Regions from separate parts of the Mus musculus genome. Here all the other regions are linked to region 2. A link is a contact called in public HiCAR-type, HiChIP or PLAC-seq and Micro-C data. All regions are on one chromosome and are shown on one strand. Each heading gives the region's core, a stretch centred on a gene start, on an enhancer-like site or on the middle of the called end of the contact. The rest is flanking DNA. Distances are from core to core; before and after follow the strand shown. Region 1 overlaps Fto (fat mass and obesity associated). Region 2 has its middle 95 kb from the start of Gm24254. Region 3 overlaps Fto (fat mass and obesity associated). Region 4 overlaps Fto (fat mass and obesity associated).

Region 1 (3,486 bases), core at 910-3,409, 600 kb before region 2:
GAAAAGACGGGGATCCTGCTTAGGTGCTCTCGAGTGACTCACAGTTAAGTCGTCCTCTGAGGATTGCCCTTCCTCTGCCACACTGTGCTGGCTGCTCGTGGGCAAATAAACTGGGTGTCCTTGAGAACAAGTAAGAAGGAAAGAAAATCATGTATGGTGTAGGTCCTTGAATAGAATCTTGCAAGAGATTCCTCATTCTCAATTTTGAATGTGGGGCAAAGTAGGTTTTTTTTCTAGAGCAAATTGTATGATTATGTCATAGTGGTTGTCTGTGTAGACTCTGAGGTTTGACTCTTGGCTCCACTTCCATAACTCTAGGGAAGGTACAACTGAAAATCATAAGTAGACAAGTTACTTAACTCCCTGTGAACCTCACTTCTCCCCCTTTGTAATCTGCCTAGGGATAATGGTGGAACCTGTTTCATAGGGTTGATTTAAGTAATTATAAAACACCTAGGACAAGTACCTGACACACACGGAGTATTCTGTAAAATCATCCTTATCATAGGTCAGGTGGTAGTTTGAATGCGAGCAGCCCTCACAGGCTCATGTGTTTGAATGTCTCCTTCCCAGTTGGTGGATTGTTCAGGAAGGATTAGGGGGTGTGGCTTCTAGGGGGCGTGGCCTTGTTAGAGAAGGTGTGGTAGATCAGGACGTTTCAAAAGCCCATGCCAGGCTCAGTCTCTATGCCTTCTTCTGAAGGATCAAACGTCAGCTCTGAGTTACTGCACCAGCACTGTGTCTGCCTGCCTGTTGCTATGCTTCCCGCCGTGTTGATCATGGAGTCACCCTCTGAAACCATAAACAAGTCTCCAGTTAAATGCTCTCTCTTATTAATTAATTTCCTTGGCCAAGTTGTCTTCTCACAGCAATAGAACAGTGCCCGGACGGACCAAAAGAACAAAGTCAAGAATGCACTCTTTCACACTGCCCTCTCCTTTGGCAGAGTGTCCAAATGTGAAGCCCCACACTGATAATGGAGGCCCGTTAGTGCTGAGTGAGGTGTAGAGAGGAAACAACCTGCGCTAGTCCTTCTCTGGGCTTGGGCTAAGTATTCGCACCTAGAAATGACAGATGTAGGTCTGGGCTCCAGGCTCTCTGAGCAACTGGGTGTAAAAATCTAGGCAGTTCACAGACACTTTGGATCAATTCAACTTTACCTAAAATACAGCGTCTTGAGCCACGTGACCCTCCAGGCAGGTGACATCTTCCAGCCTGGATAAAAGATCCCGGAGAGCGGCAATCATAGACATGGCTTTCTCCCTCCTTTCCCTTAAAACTTGGAGTGGAGCCACCGGTAGTGATAGTGAACTAGAACCAGCTGACAACAACTGGAAGTGCTCAGTGCTCTCTGTGATGAGACTGCAGCTCAGGATACAGAGCACGTCGCCCAGGCTGACTGCTAGTCAGTAGTAGAGATGAAACTTAAGTTAGCATGCCTGGCTCCGCTGCTAGGAGCACAGTGGGACAGTGGCAAAGCTCTGTCAGCTACTCACATGGCTCAGTGTGTTGACTTCGGTCTCACCGTACAGGACGTCCAGTGCTTCCAGGTCTTTCCCGGTGTGGGGATAAGCAATTGTGTGTGTAAATACCTATTTCCTCTGCCACCTGAGCACACCTCGCCGTGTGTGCCGCTCTGAGTGCATCTCTCGGCGAGGCAGTCATCTGCAGCCCGTGCCGTATGAATCTCGCCACCATTAGTCTTCTAACGGGAAGTCTCCACCTTTTATAGCTGTGTTGTTTCTTTTGTATTGATTGCAATCTTTTTAGGAGGCAGGAGAGTGGGGAGGAAGATGAGAGAACATCAAAGTTGAGCCTCCAAGACTCTGTACAGCCTCCAGGTCAAGTAATTTTGGGGCCGTGTTAATCAAGGCCGAGTGGAGCAGGCGCCCTGAGGTGAAAGGGTAGCGATTTATCTGCTCTATCACAGGTTCCTCGTCAGCGGAACAGTATGTTTATATCTGGGAAACAATTTACTACACGTGAAGAATAGTCATTTTATTCTATCTCAGGGGTGTCCCCAGTGTATTTTACAAATTTACTCTGTAATGAATATTCCAGGTTATAGATAAAGTTGAGCTGGCTTCTGGTTCAGAAGGTGCCAGGTTGGCGGAGTGCAGCACAGACGGCCTGCAGGGGGCACTGTTGCGTCATTTATCAGAACTCTCCAGTATCTTGTCCTAGGACAAAAACAAACCAAACCAGAGAAGGAAAATAGGCCAGTCACCTTAAAATTGCTCATTAAAATTATTTGACTGGTCCCAGTGTTAGGCATGAGTGTCGATCGGGCAGTTCAGGATTCAGGCACAGACAGAAACAGCTTGCCATGTCAGGAAAAACCGCAGTGATTGGCATGACTTCTGATTAGCCTCCTCTGTTGTCACCCCTGGACTTTGTAATTTAATAAACATCCACGTTTCACTGATCACCTTTGTTGGCTCCTGAGATGTCCACACTGTAGAAAAGACTTCCTTCTGTGGTGTTCTGAGTGTCTAGCTTGAGTCCTGGAAGAACCTTTTTAGAAATCTTGATTCTCTATTTTTTGTGTATCCTTCACTGCCAAAGATGATTGCTTGTTTGTTTGTTTGTTTGTTTGTTTAATGAAGTCATTTTTTTCATGGAAGGCTCCCCTGTGGGACCTGGCCTGAGCTGTCAGTATACCACCCAGCTCCTTGACAGTTCCAGGATTGCTGCCCATCCCCTTCCGCTCTGTGGCTCCACCCACTTGCCCCAGGGTTGAGCTTCAAACCCCCTACCTCCCTGCTCAGCTCTGGCTTCTTCTGTCCCTGGCCATGAGGCCTGCTAGGTGACTGTGATGAAGCCTCAGAAAAGCCCGGGTTGTGCTGAGTGTGTGTCTGTGTGCGTGTGCGCATGTGCACTTGTGTGCGTGCGTGTGTGCATGTGCTCTCACACTCGTGCTCAGCAGCAGCAGCAGCAGCAGCAGCAGCAGTCACACTGCCAGCCTCCTCTGCGCCCTGCTTCACCATCAATTACGCCATGTGTTTCGTCCAGTTGGCGTTCCCCTCCCAGTGTTAATTATAACCTACAAGACTGTTAGAGTTAATTTTATGGCAAGCATATTGTCTCTTCAAGGCTTCAGAGCAGCTCATAAATTATCTTGAAGGTAAAATGTAACTTGGGGAACCAGTTATGAAAATTCCATCCATCTCGCTTAGAACTGCAGCTGCTACTGTCAGCTGCCTCGCTGCTGCATTGTGAAGGAATTACGGTGGGTCAAGTTTAAGAGGGTAGGCCCGGGCTGTCGTGGAGGAGAAAGGCTGTCCTGGCCCTGTCAGACAAGTGCCTTCTGCCAATCCCCGGTGGTTTCACTTTGGAGGCAGGCAGAGGCAGGTAGCGCAGGTGGACAGTCCCCAAGCTGTCTGTATTCATTATTTTACAGAAACTTGCAGGTAGGCAGGACCAGAGACCTTTCCTCCTCTCTGTTGTCATGATGTTAGGCATCCCCGCAGAGTGTGAGGGAAATAA
Region 2 (3,337 bases), core at 267-2,766:
TTCTCAGCCTTAATTAAAGGCATCATTCCTATGTTGTTACCCCACCTCTGGGGAAGGTAATGACATCTTGGGGCATTTGTAGGTATGGCTGTAACTAAATACCTGATACCTGATAATAAATAAGGAAAGAGGGCTCATTTGGCTCAGCATTCTCACAGCTGGAAGATCTAACTAACAGGGTGATGGCATCCAGGGGTTGTGTCACAGGGTGATGAAGAGACAGAAAGGGAGCCAGCAGCTTGCATAAGGACCTAAGCTCACTCGGTGTCTCCATCTTCTTTATAACAATCCATCTTCCTGAGAACAAAACTCCACACATTACAAGATCTGCAGGAGTCCATTCAGAAGGGTGGAGCGCTGTGACCTATTGACTCCCTAATAGGCTCCACCTCTTAAAAGTCCCATCACCTCAACACCACTACAATAGAAACTAAGCATCCAGGGGAGTGGGGAGACAGAGCAAAGGCACGTGATGCAGGGGGACACTCATTCTTCCTTATCAGGACCATAAGATGATGCTGAGGGGACTGGAAGAAAGGAACCGTACCCTAGGTTTTCTCCTACAACCCTTTCCTCCTTTCTGGGTATTTCAGTGTGCTGAATCCCACAAACCCTTTCTGTGATCCCAGGCAGAAAAGCAGCTGCCAAAAGATTCAGACCCATTTCTAGCATACCACCCTCAGCCTGGTCCAGGAATGGGTATCTCAGAGGTTGACCTTAGCCGTCTGTTGCTAGTCCCCCCTCCCCACTCACCCTTCACCGTTTCACTTTAGATTGGTGCTTAAATCATCCTAACTCAATCTCTCTGGTCTTTTAAAACATTTCTTTGTGTCACTCCCAAGCTCTCTCTTGCAGGCCTCATAAAGCACAGCCCCTAGAGTTGGTGGAGGGGAGACAGCTAGGCTGAGGAGTAGTCACTCGCAAAATGCATTTGCCCATTGTGAGCTCAAACGAACAGTCAGAACGGGGGTGGGGGTGGGGGCGGAGGTGGAAGGAAACGGACATTTTTCTGGTGCCAATCATATTTATTAAATCCCAAAATGTCTCCTCTCACAGGCAGTAAGTGAGGCCCTATGAAGAGCTGGGGGACGGGGGCTGGCACAAATGAATTTATTCTGTGTTAGATAGAGGGTGAGGTTGGAAATGTAATTAACACATGCAATTATGCATTCTGATGCAGAGAGCTCCGGGCTGACAGGAGAGGGGGGCGGGAGATTCACCCGGCTCTCCCAGGCCACAGGCTGCGAGTTCACTAACAACTTTATTCATCCTTGCTGGCCTTCAGTTCAATCCAACTTCCTTTGACTATCTCCTGCAAATAAAAGGCCCCATTCTTCAGCTTCCCCCAGCTTTATTCGAAGTGAAAACACCACTTTGTGCCCGCGTTGTGTTAAAATAACAGATTTGTGTTCGTTCCTGTAGCAGGGAGGCCGACTAGCCTCTCGGAGGATGGCGAGGCGCCTTTTGGAGGAGGAGGCCGGAGAGAAAGGGTCTCCAACAGCGAACCTTTGTCCCAGAATGCAAATGAGCCTCTGTGAACTGCGGCTCAGACAATGCCAGCCTAGTCCACCCCAGCACCGATCCATCTGTAGCTATTTTGTTAACCCATTGCCTCTTACATTCTTTCTCTTGCACAGAATACTTGATGTTGACAGCTGTGAATTTTAAACAATCATTCTCTGTATGTTTCTCTAATTTTGTGTATTCAGATAGTTTTTTCCATATTGGGCGGGGGCGGGGGTTGGAAGCCCAGTACCTTATGGCCCCTTCATTTAGAGATAAAACAGAGAAAAGCAATGGCCATGTGCTCACCAGCAGCAGTGAAATGATTCTGAAATAGAAACGATTGCCTCAGATGAGGTACTGACGTGGATTGGAGGCGGGGCCTGGAGCTAACCCCTCATTCAGACACTGATGACCTCAGAAGCTCAGCCTGTTTCACTTATCTGTGTAATGGGGCCACAACAACATTTACAAAAGGTGGAAAAGGAAGTTCTGGAAGCCACCAGCATAGCTTGACTCCCCTTTCTAGCCCTAATTAGTTGTTCTGCAGATCTCTCTTCTAAGCGAGCATGAAAGGGCATGGGTGAGTTTTTTAAACACTAGGGGAAAGAAAGGTTGAGGACTGAAGCCTATGTTGGTGAACCAGTAGGATGTCATAGTTTTATTTTGTGTCCATTTATTTATTTGTACCTTTGACTCTGATGTAAGGCGTGTTTGGGTTCATAGCCCCAAATACAAAGGACAGAAGTCAAAGCTCTGGACTAGAAAAGGTACAAGAAGCTGGATATCAGGCTGCAAGGGTATTGGCAAGAGTGGGGGGTGACCAGAAACAAGTTTCCCCACGTCCTACAGCATGCACAACACAGCTCCCAGGATCTAGGGCTACCTGTCCACACTTGGGCAGTGTGTCTCCCAATATCTGTAATGCATTTATCTGTGCACAGTAGTCTTTGGGAGGCTTCCACTTTCGACAGGTATGTGATTTTGTGGTTTTGACTATAATAGCACATTATCTTTCCAGTAGTTTATCACTTAAGATTGGCGACCTCCTCCTTGCTCTCCCTTCTGCTCCTCTTCCTCCTTGTGACACCCTTGTCACAGTTGTGCATTGTTCTGCCAGGATGACCATCAGAGTGTGATCAAGAAAAACAACAACAACAACATCGCAGCACTCAGGAGGCAGGCTGAGGCAGGAGCACTGCTTTACGCTTGAGGCCCTTTATCTGTTTTTTGTTTGTTTGTTTGGTTGGTTTTTTGTTTTTGTTTTGTTTTAGGAAAGAAGGGGTAGAGGGAGGGGAAATGAAAAAGAGAAAAGAAACCACAGCTTACTTGTTGTAAAGTCAGCTGTCTACTGGATTAGGACAGCTAATACGGCTTCGCTCAGTCCAGGTGAAGAGGAACCGATTCTAAGCTTTGGCGATAGTTTTACCCCTTGGCAGGCCATCTCTGAAGCCTCCGGGGGAGGGGAGGCTGTTATTGTTTAACATTTATTTGTATGTGTCTATGTTTGTAAGCATGAGAGTATGTATGTAGAAAAAAAAAACTCCTGTAAGGTCTGATATTTTTACTGCACTTATTCTTGTGTGTGTGTGTATGTGTGTGTGTGTGTGTGCACCGCAGTGCTCACGTGAAGCTCAAAGGACACCTCGAAGGAATCAGTTTTCCTCACACTGTGAATTCCAAGGCTAGAGTGGGAAGGGAAGCTGGGTGGTGGGCGTCTTTACCCACTGAGCTTCTCAGCCTCCAGTTCTACAGGACTGTGAACAACCCCAGTATGGTATCCTGGTGCCTCATCTGCTCCTCTGTTATGAAGAAAACAACATTCAAAACTACA
Region 3 (3,041 bases), core at 461-2,960, 620 kb before region 2:
CATTTGGTTTCCACTCCTAGAAGTGGGGGCCTAGGTTTCTGTTAACCTTGTGCATTTAGGAGCCGTGCACGGTGTTTCTTTCTTGGCCTCTTGTTCTAGCAAAAGGGAACGAGCTCGGTTTGCCCTGACAAGTGAGTCACCCTTAGCCTTCACTAGACTCACAGGATGTTGGTGGTAGGACTGAGCTTCCCCGAGTTCACTAGCTGGCAGTTGTGTTCTCGTGGAGAGACCTATCCTGGGGTCCCAGCTGCCGAGGTTTCTGAAGTAGCACTGGGATTCTGCCAAAATTTGCAAGCATATTCTTAGTCTCACCCATCATCCTTAGAGGCAGGGCTCTTCTCCAGGAAGAGGAAGCAGCTTCAGAGAAGTTGTCTTGGTGAAATACTCTGCAGTCTGGACCATCTCTACCAGCTGTGTTCCCTACAAGACGAACTTGAGTTGATGACCAAAGTTTGATGGACTTGATGTGTTAGAGGGCAGGAAAATGGCCTCGTCTCTCATGAGGCTCTTGTAGTCAGACTCAGTGACTGTCAGGGATAAGATAGACCCTAATCTCAAGGAATCCCTGAACATGGAGCCATTGCTGCTGGAAAAGTTGTAGATAGATCTTGGGGACCATGTATGTTTTCTGTTAGGGGCAGCTTCAAAGCCCCGTGACTCTGTGTTTGACAGGGAAAACTTGCCTGTGCCCTGCTCCTTACTGCACTTGGCCTGTCTCCTCTGGCCAGTGCTTCACTCCAGAGCAACTTCCTTTCTTCTCCTAAAGCAGGAAGCATAGCCCCCTCCCATCCAGAGCCTGCTGCCCTGCACTGTCCCTTCAAACCCCTTGTGGGCTGGCCTCAGTGCCTCATGTCAGCATTGTCCTGATGAGAGGAGACAGCACCTTCCCACGGCCACTTCCCAGGGCCTGTCTTATTTGTGGAAGAAATGTAGTGTTTTGCTGACTCCTTGAAGGTCAAACAACGGGAAGTGTTTCCCTCTGTGTGGACAAAGGACGTAGCTTTCTACCATAGAGTCTCTGCTTTCTGTGATATCTCAGGGAAATATACTCCCATATTTTCTTTCTTTATTGTTTGCCCGTTTCCAACTATGATGGGGGATATCTAAACACTTCCATCTGTAAACTGGGAAATAAGGGCCAACAAAGAAAACTGCCTTCTTGATAGGTTGTGGTAGAACAAAATAAAACTGTGCTTCCCTAATATCTTTGTCTGGGAAATAAGTTATAATAGCATTTTGCTTTTCAGGCAAAAACAAAACAATAAAAGAAAGAAGGAAGGAAAAGTTTCTAAAGGTAAGGATTCCGGCCTTTTACCCGTGGATCCAGCCTTCACCTACTCCTTGGGATGGTCAGGTAGAAGGGGAAGACAGATTAGAAAGGCAAAGGTGCCCAGGGGAAATGCTGTGGTATAAAATCTTGTCTTCCCAGTGGAAAGCTGGTGATGGGGAATGGGGAGGGACTCACTAAAATATCTTAAATCGTCTCCCTTAAACACGTAGCATCCTTAGAGGTCAGACAGAGCCGAAACCTGAACAGCTGTACAACAAGCCTCTGAGATTGTCTTTAATTGTGTCCCCTTTCTCTAACAGCAGTAATTCTTGTTTATATTGTCAAGAGCCTTTCCACCAAGCACAAGCACACCATACTTGAAGGTCAAATGCTTAACCCTTCTGCATGGTTACAATGAAAATGGCCCCTTTTGTTTTCGCTAATGTATACCCCAGCCGAGGCTACAGGGAGAATGGGGGCCCTAAGCGGTCACCAAGCTGAAGTAACTTATTGTCAAAGAGCCACAAAGGGGGCATATTTCTGTTTCCACACAACACTTGTTTAGCCTTTGCCTTGTGCATCCAACCACAAAACAGTAGGATCATTTATCAATGGGCAGAATTTTTTGGCTACCATTTTGTTCCTCTGACCTCTGTTACTTTTTACTGACCCAACCAAATTGCTTAAAAATTTTCCCTTTCTGCTGTCAGTGTTTAAAGCCGCTTAATGTCTCTGAAGTGATCCCCTTTCTCTTTAACACTTTACACCCCTGTTTACCACAGCACCTGTTACTGTAGTGGGCCATGAAATTGCAAATGTCATGCAGCTCTTATTGACGGATAATACTTTATTAAATATAAATAGAGTATCCCCCAGTCTCCGGGCAGACGCACATGTGCCCACACAGACCCACATATTGATTTTGTGGCGGCCAACCAGGAAAGGAGTTCTGCCAGGCAAAAAATATTTCTTTTTCTGGCCCGTAAGAGTTAACCAAAACTCGAGGGGCCAGTTCAACCACATTAAATATGAGCCTCAAACATGAAGGCCTCTTTGTTACTGAAACAAAAATACCGCAGCAGGTGGTAGACTCGAACACAGGAGGGAGGAGGAGGTTCAGTTGTTGCCCACTTTTCTAATCCTTTTAGAATATCCATTGTCCAGACCCCAAATTTAAACTGTTCAGTCTCTTGGAGACCAGTTTAGCAGGAAAGAGCCGCACCCAGCACCCACTGATGCTTCTGTAAACTGGTTTCATCTTTGGGTATGGAGTGTATCGCCACTAAACAATACAGGAGAGGCAATTATCTCCCAAAGATGAGCCAATAATATCTGCCTATCAAAGCATGAAACTGTTGTCAGTGTGGCAAGTTAGAGCGCAGTGGACATGCAGGCCAGCAGCAAGAGCGTGTCCACTGTATAAATCCAGGCAGAAATGTGACTTCTGCCCTCCTAGATGCAGGTTTGTGCAAACTGCAGGAGCTCCCTAAAGCCAAGGTTAAACTCCTTGCCACCCTTGTCTGTTTATATCCAGGTGCTTTACCAGGGGTGTTGCTTTTAAAGGGGATTAACAATCTGAGTAGGAATAATTAAGAGCTTTTTCTTTTCCTAAAATGGAATGGAATGTAGTTTCTAACTCTAGACCTCAGGATACTCTGAGGCATTAAAAGATGACCCATAGGGCAAAGGCAGGCTCCCACACAGTTCCTCTTGCTGCTTGTGATAAAGGTCCGCATCCATCCATGTGCCCAGCCTTTCTGTGTTCCCATGA
Region 4 (3,353 bases), core at 450-2,949, 770 kb before region 2:
TGTGACACTACAGTCTGCCATGGTGTTAGAAAACACAGGCAACACAGGACCAGAGGCACCTGTGCTCCAACTGTAGCGCCTTTCACATGGTCGTAGGCCAGCCAGAAGCCACGCGTTTCCTAGGTGAAAGGGCTGGCCTGTTACTATTCCTAGTTGTGTGTCCGACACATGGTAGGAGAAGCAATTATTTTTAGCTGACTGACTATGACCAAGATTAATAGCTCCTGAGAGGGATATAATGAAAGGCCGCTCCAACTGGCTTCTACATTTTTCTTTATTTTTCTTGCTCTCATCCCTGTCACCTTTAAGTATCAGTCGAATGTCATTCTGTGAGATTTGCCCCTTGGATGTGAAAGGCCACTCTTTCTTAATGATGGGAGGCGATTGGGCTGCAGGGCTGAGGAGCTTGGAATGGTGACAAGACCCAGAGGAGAGTCTCTTCAGGTCTGTGGGAGTCACAGACCCAGGATGTTTCCTCGAGAAAGGAGACCCACCTGTGAATGTGAGTGTTCGGCTGTTAGTGGACCACTTCGATGGGCTCCAGTACCAAGCAGGTGTCCGTTGCAGTGTCCCAGTGGGTCTGGAGTCTGGAACACGTGTGTCTTATTCTGAACAGGAGTTGGAAGCCTCACTGGGGAAGACTGGAAGTTAACTTCCAAACCATGTCTCACTTCTGACTTAAACCATGAAAGCCTGTGGCTTGTCAGACTCGCAGCTAGTTGTGAGCATAGACTAAGAGAAGAGGGATACTCTGGTTGTTTCCAAGGCGGTTCCTTAAGAGACAGCTACTGTGTCCTTGCATGTTCTTCTTAGGCCCTTTTTAAAAAATCCTGCTCTCTGACTGTTCCTGCCATTTGGATGCTGAAGATGCAGGCCAGCTCTTAGAGTAGCCGGCTAGAAGGAGCATCAGCCTCTAAGGCCTTCATGGGAACCACTGACCAGTCTGGTTAAGCCAGTGCTACTTAGGATTTCCTGTCACCTGTAGGGAAACCAACACCTAGTAATGTGCCATTTCTCTACAAGGCACACGGGCAAAGTAAGTCCCACATCCCTGGATTTCTTTCTTCCATCCTAAAGAGTATCAGAATTCAAATGGATTTCTCTCCTGCCCTTACAGTTGTAAAAGGCAGAGAAGACAATGGAATGGTTGACTTAAAGAGAGCCATGTGGAGTGGGACGAGCAAGAAGGGTAAATGAGAAATAAGCTGATAAAGACAAGCTGGTGGCCTGTGGGGACAGTTAGGTCAGGGAGTCCTCATGTTAGCTCAGCGCCTGGGCCATAGCAGCCTCTTGATTGTGAGATGGCCTTAGGGATTCAAACTTCATCTGCTTTCTTAAGGCCTCCCTTAAAAAGGAGCTTTTTAAACCCTCTGGCTTCAGATGTTAAATCTGTGCAGTTGCCCCAGTTCCCTTACAAACTACGGCTGTTTCTATTTGTTTAGTATGTGGTACCTTTAGGGCTGTGCTCAGTATATAATAGGTACTGTATTAGCTACCGTGGCTTGTAAATTATTGTTAATAGTCTTTTAAGAGATGTTAGAATGTGTAATTATTTTCATGAGTTAAAACTTGTGAAAAAGCAAAGCTAGTGTTTGGCTGGCTGTGCTCATTAGCATTTCACAGTGAATGGAGAAGGGGTATTGTGTCAAGCCCTTCCTGGCTGTTTCTTCCTTTAACTTGAAGAATGGCAGGCTCTTGTCTTTTGTTCACAACCAGCTGAGAGTCCATTCAGCTGGAAAGGGAACAGTGTCCTCTGTGTGTACTCAGAGCATTTGAATACTTTTGGTTACACTGTAGTTGCTGTTTAATGACAATAAAATTGTGACCAAAGGAGATAAACATTCAAGGGATAAGTGACAGGCTGTTAATGTGAAAGCTAGTTGTTGTTATTAGCTAACAGGTGCATAGGCAGCAGAGGGGACAGTTAAGTCCCAATGTAAAGAGAAAACTGCTTCCAGCCCCTCAGAAATGCTGTCTAGACGCTCTTTTTAAAAAGTACTTTAAAAAGAGTTAAAACAGGGCCTTTTATTGTATATTCAATGTATATATTTATCATGCCAGAGAATATACATGGCTCTCATATACTTACCATTTTATTTTATGATGAGAACACTTAAAATCTAGTCTCCTGGCAATTTTTAAGTATAACCATGTTGTAAATTGCTATTTGGAGATTTTTGTTAATGTTAATGGTTGATCACTTTCTTGCTTTCTTTCTTTTTTAAAAGTCTTTAGAACATGTCTAAATTGTCATTGGAAATTTCTAAAAATTTCCTTAAACACAGTCATGTACATGTTTATATTTATTTGTGTGTATATAATAATATACATCTGTAATGTGTATATTTGTAAAATATATAAATTCATTACCTAATTAAAGAACTTTTGGGACTTTTTAAAGCATTACAATTTAGAATTTGATCTGTCTTAACCCTATAAAGCCCTGGTTTCCTTGCCTTTTTATGGAAACATCATTTTTGAGTGTTCCTTCCCCATGCAAACATCAGAACAAACCCTAGTTCTCTATTCTCCTTCCCTGTGCCATTGCTCCCCTTTCTGTCTTGTGCTCGATGCTGGCTTCTAGACCTTTGCACAATGTCTTGATTCTGGGGTGTGAAGTCTACAGGGTTTTGCGCTTGTCTGTTGTCACAGAGTCCTGAAGTATGTTTAACCTTTCTTTTCACATAAAAAATGTTAGGTTTATGTGCATTCCATGTAAGAGTGCTTTGCCAGTGTATATATACATGCACCGTGTCCATACATAGTGGCTGAGAGGTGGGAAGAGGGCATCAGTCCCCTTAGAACTAGAGTTGCAGGTGCTTGTGAGCCGCCTCATGGGTGCTGGGAACTGAGCCCAGGTCCAAAGCAACAAGTGCCACCTGGTGCTGGCTGGCTCTCAGGCCCTATTTTTTTACCTTTTCCGATTGTTGCACCTGGCTATTCAGCCACTTTCCAGGATTAAAAAAAAAAAAAAAAAGCTAATTAAGATATATTTTACAGATGTCCCTGTCTTTCATGTAAGGGCATCTCATTACACAGCAGACCTTAAATGTTTGCTGCCTGCCAGTAGGGACAGATGATTAGTGAAGCTGAGTCTGAATCTGTCTCAGCTGTAGAGGGGAGGCTGCAGACCTCTGCCCCAGGGCGCAGTGTCAGTGTATCGGGAAATAGCAGTCTTCAAAAGAAGCCGAAAATGTAGTGTTTTCATTCTGAAAGCACCTTTTTTTTAAAAAAAGGAGCTATGTATTAATTTAGCTTTAAAACCCATACAGTTTTGTTATACAAAGACTGTTTGCCTTAAGGAGTGAGCAAGGACCTCTCTGTTGTGAGCTAGTGCTGCGTGGAGAGGCAGG

The links. A called contact is a pair of places that touch in the nucleus more often than the background predicts. HiCAR-type assays count read pairs that join an accessible place to other places. HiChIP or PLAC-seq counts read pairs in DNA pulled down with a chosen protein or histone mark.
Region 1: a contact with region 2 is called in a Micro-C map of trophoblast stem cells, with 3 times the contacts expected there. The contact joins two enhancer-like sites. A contact is called at or near these places in 8 of 484 Hi-C or Micro-C datasets (cardiomyocytes, cerebellum, embryonic stem cells and 3 more), 6 of 115 datasets of contacts at active chromatin or transcription factors (differentiating embryonic stem cells, embryonic basal ganglia, embryonic midbrain and 3 more) and 1 of 9 other capture datasets (embryonic stem cells).
Region 3: a contact with region 2 is called in a HiCAR-type map of embryonic stem cells, with 5 times the contacts expected there. The contact joins two enhancer-like sites. A contact is called at or near these places in 2 of 484 Hi-C or Micro-C datasets (3T3-L1-derived adipocytes and the HPC-7 cell line), 3 of 115 datasets of contacts at active chromatin or transcription factors (all in embryonic stem cells) and 1 of 9 other capture datasets (embryonic stem cells).
Region 4: a contact with region 2 is called in an H3K27ac HiChIP or PLAC-seq map of stem cell-derived neural progenitor cells, with 5 times the contacts expected there. The contact joins two enhancer-like sites. A contact is called at or near these places in 4 of 484 Hi-C or Micro-C datasets (the 3T3-L1 cell line, cerebellum, cerebral cortex and 1 more), 4 of 115 datasets of contacts at active chromatin or transcription factors (embryonic stem cells, kidney and stem cell-derived neural progenitor cells) and 1 of 9 other capture datasets (embryonic stem cells).

What each region holds. Positions count from the first base shown.
Region 1 is chr8:91,530,037-91,533,522 of GRCm38.p6, forward strand. All of the region lies in intron 8 of Fto (fat mass and obesity associated), which reads left to right. Among named protein-coding and RNA genes, the nearest start is that of 4831440D22Rik, 64 kb to the left of the region's middle. Within about 2 kb of position 2,160, at least 14 of the 459 cell types and tissues checked have an H3K27ac peak or open chromatin away from gene starts, as enhancers often do.
Region 2 is chr8:92,132,780-92,136,116 of GRCm38.p6, forward strand. No RefSeq gene overlaps it. Among named protein-coding and RNA genes, the nearest start is that of Gm24254, 95 kb to the left of the region's middle. Within about 2 kb of position 1,517, at least 77 of the 459 cell types and tissues checked have an H3K27ac peak or open chromatin away from gene starts, as enhancers often do. A contact at or near this core is called in embryonic stem cells and stem cell-derived neural progenitor cells, where this site is marked.
Region 3 is chr8:91,507,676-91,510,716 of GRCm38.p6, forward strand. The region is part of intron 7 of Fto (fat mass and obesity associated); the gene reads left to right. Among named protein-coding and RNA genes, the nearest start is that of 4831440D22Rik, 41 kb to the left of the region's middle. Within about 2 kb of position 1,711, at least 20 of the 459 cell types and tissues checked have an H3K27ac peak or open chromatin away from gene starts, as enhancers often do. A contact at or near this core is called in embryonic stem cells, where this site is marked.
Region 4 is chr8:91,364,307-91,367,659 of GRCm38.p6, forward strand. All of the region lies in intron 1 of Fto (fat mass and obesity associated), which reads left to right. Among named protein-coding and RNA genes, the nearest start is that of Fto, 52 kb to the left of the region's middle. Within about 2 kb of position 1,700, at least 44 of the 459 cell types and tissues checked have an H3K27ac peak or open chromatin away from gene starts, as enhancers often do. A contact at or near this core is called in stem cell-derived neural progenitor cells, where this site is marked.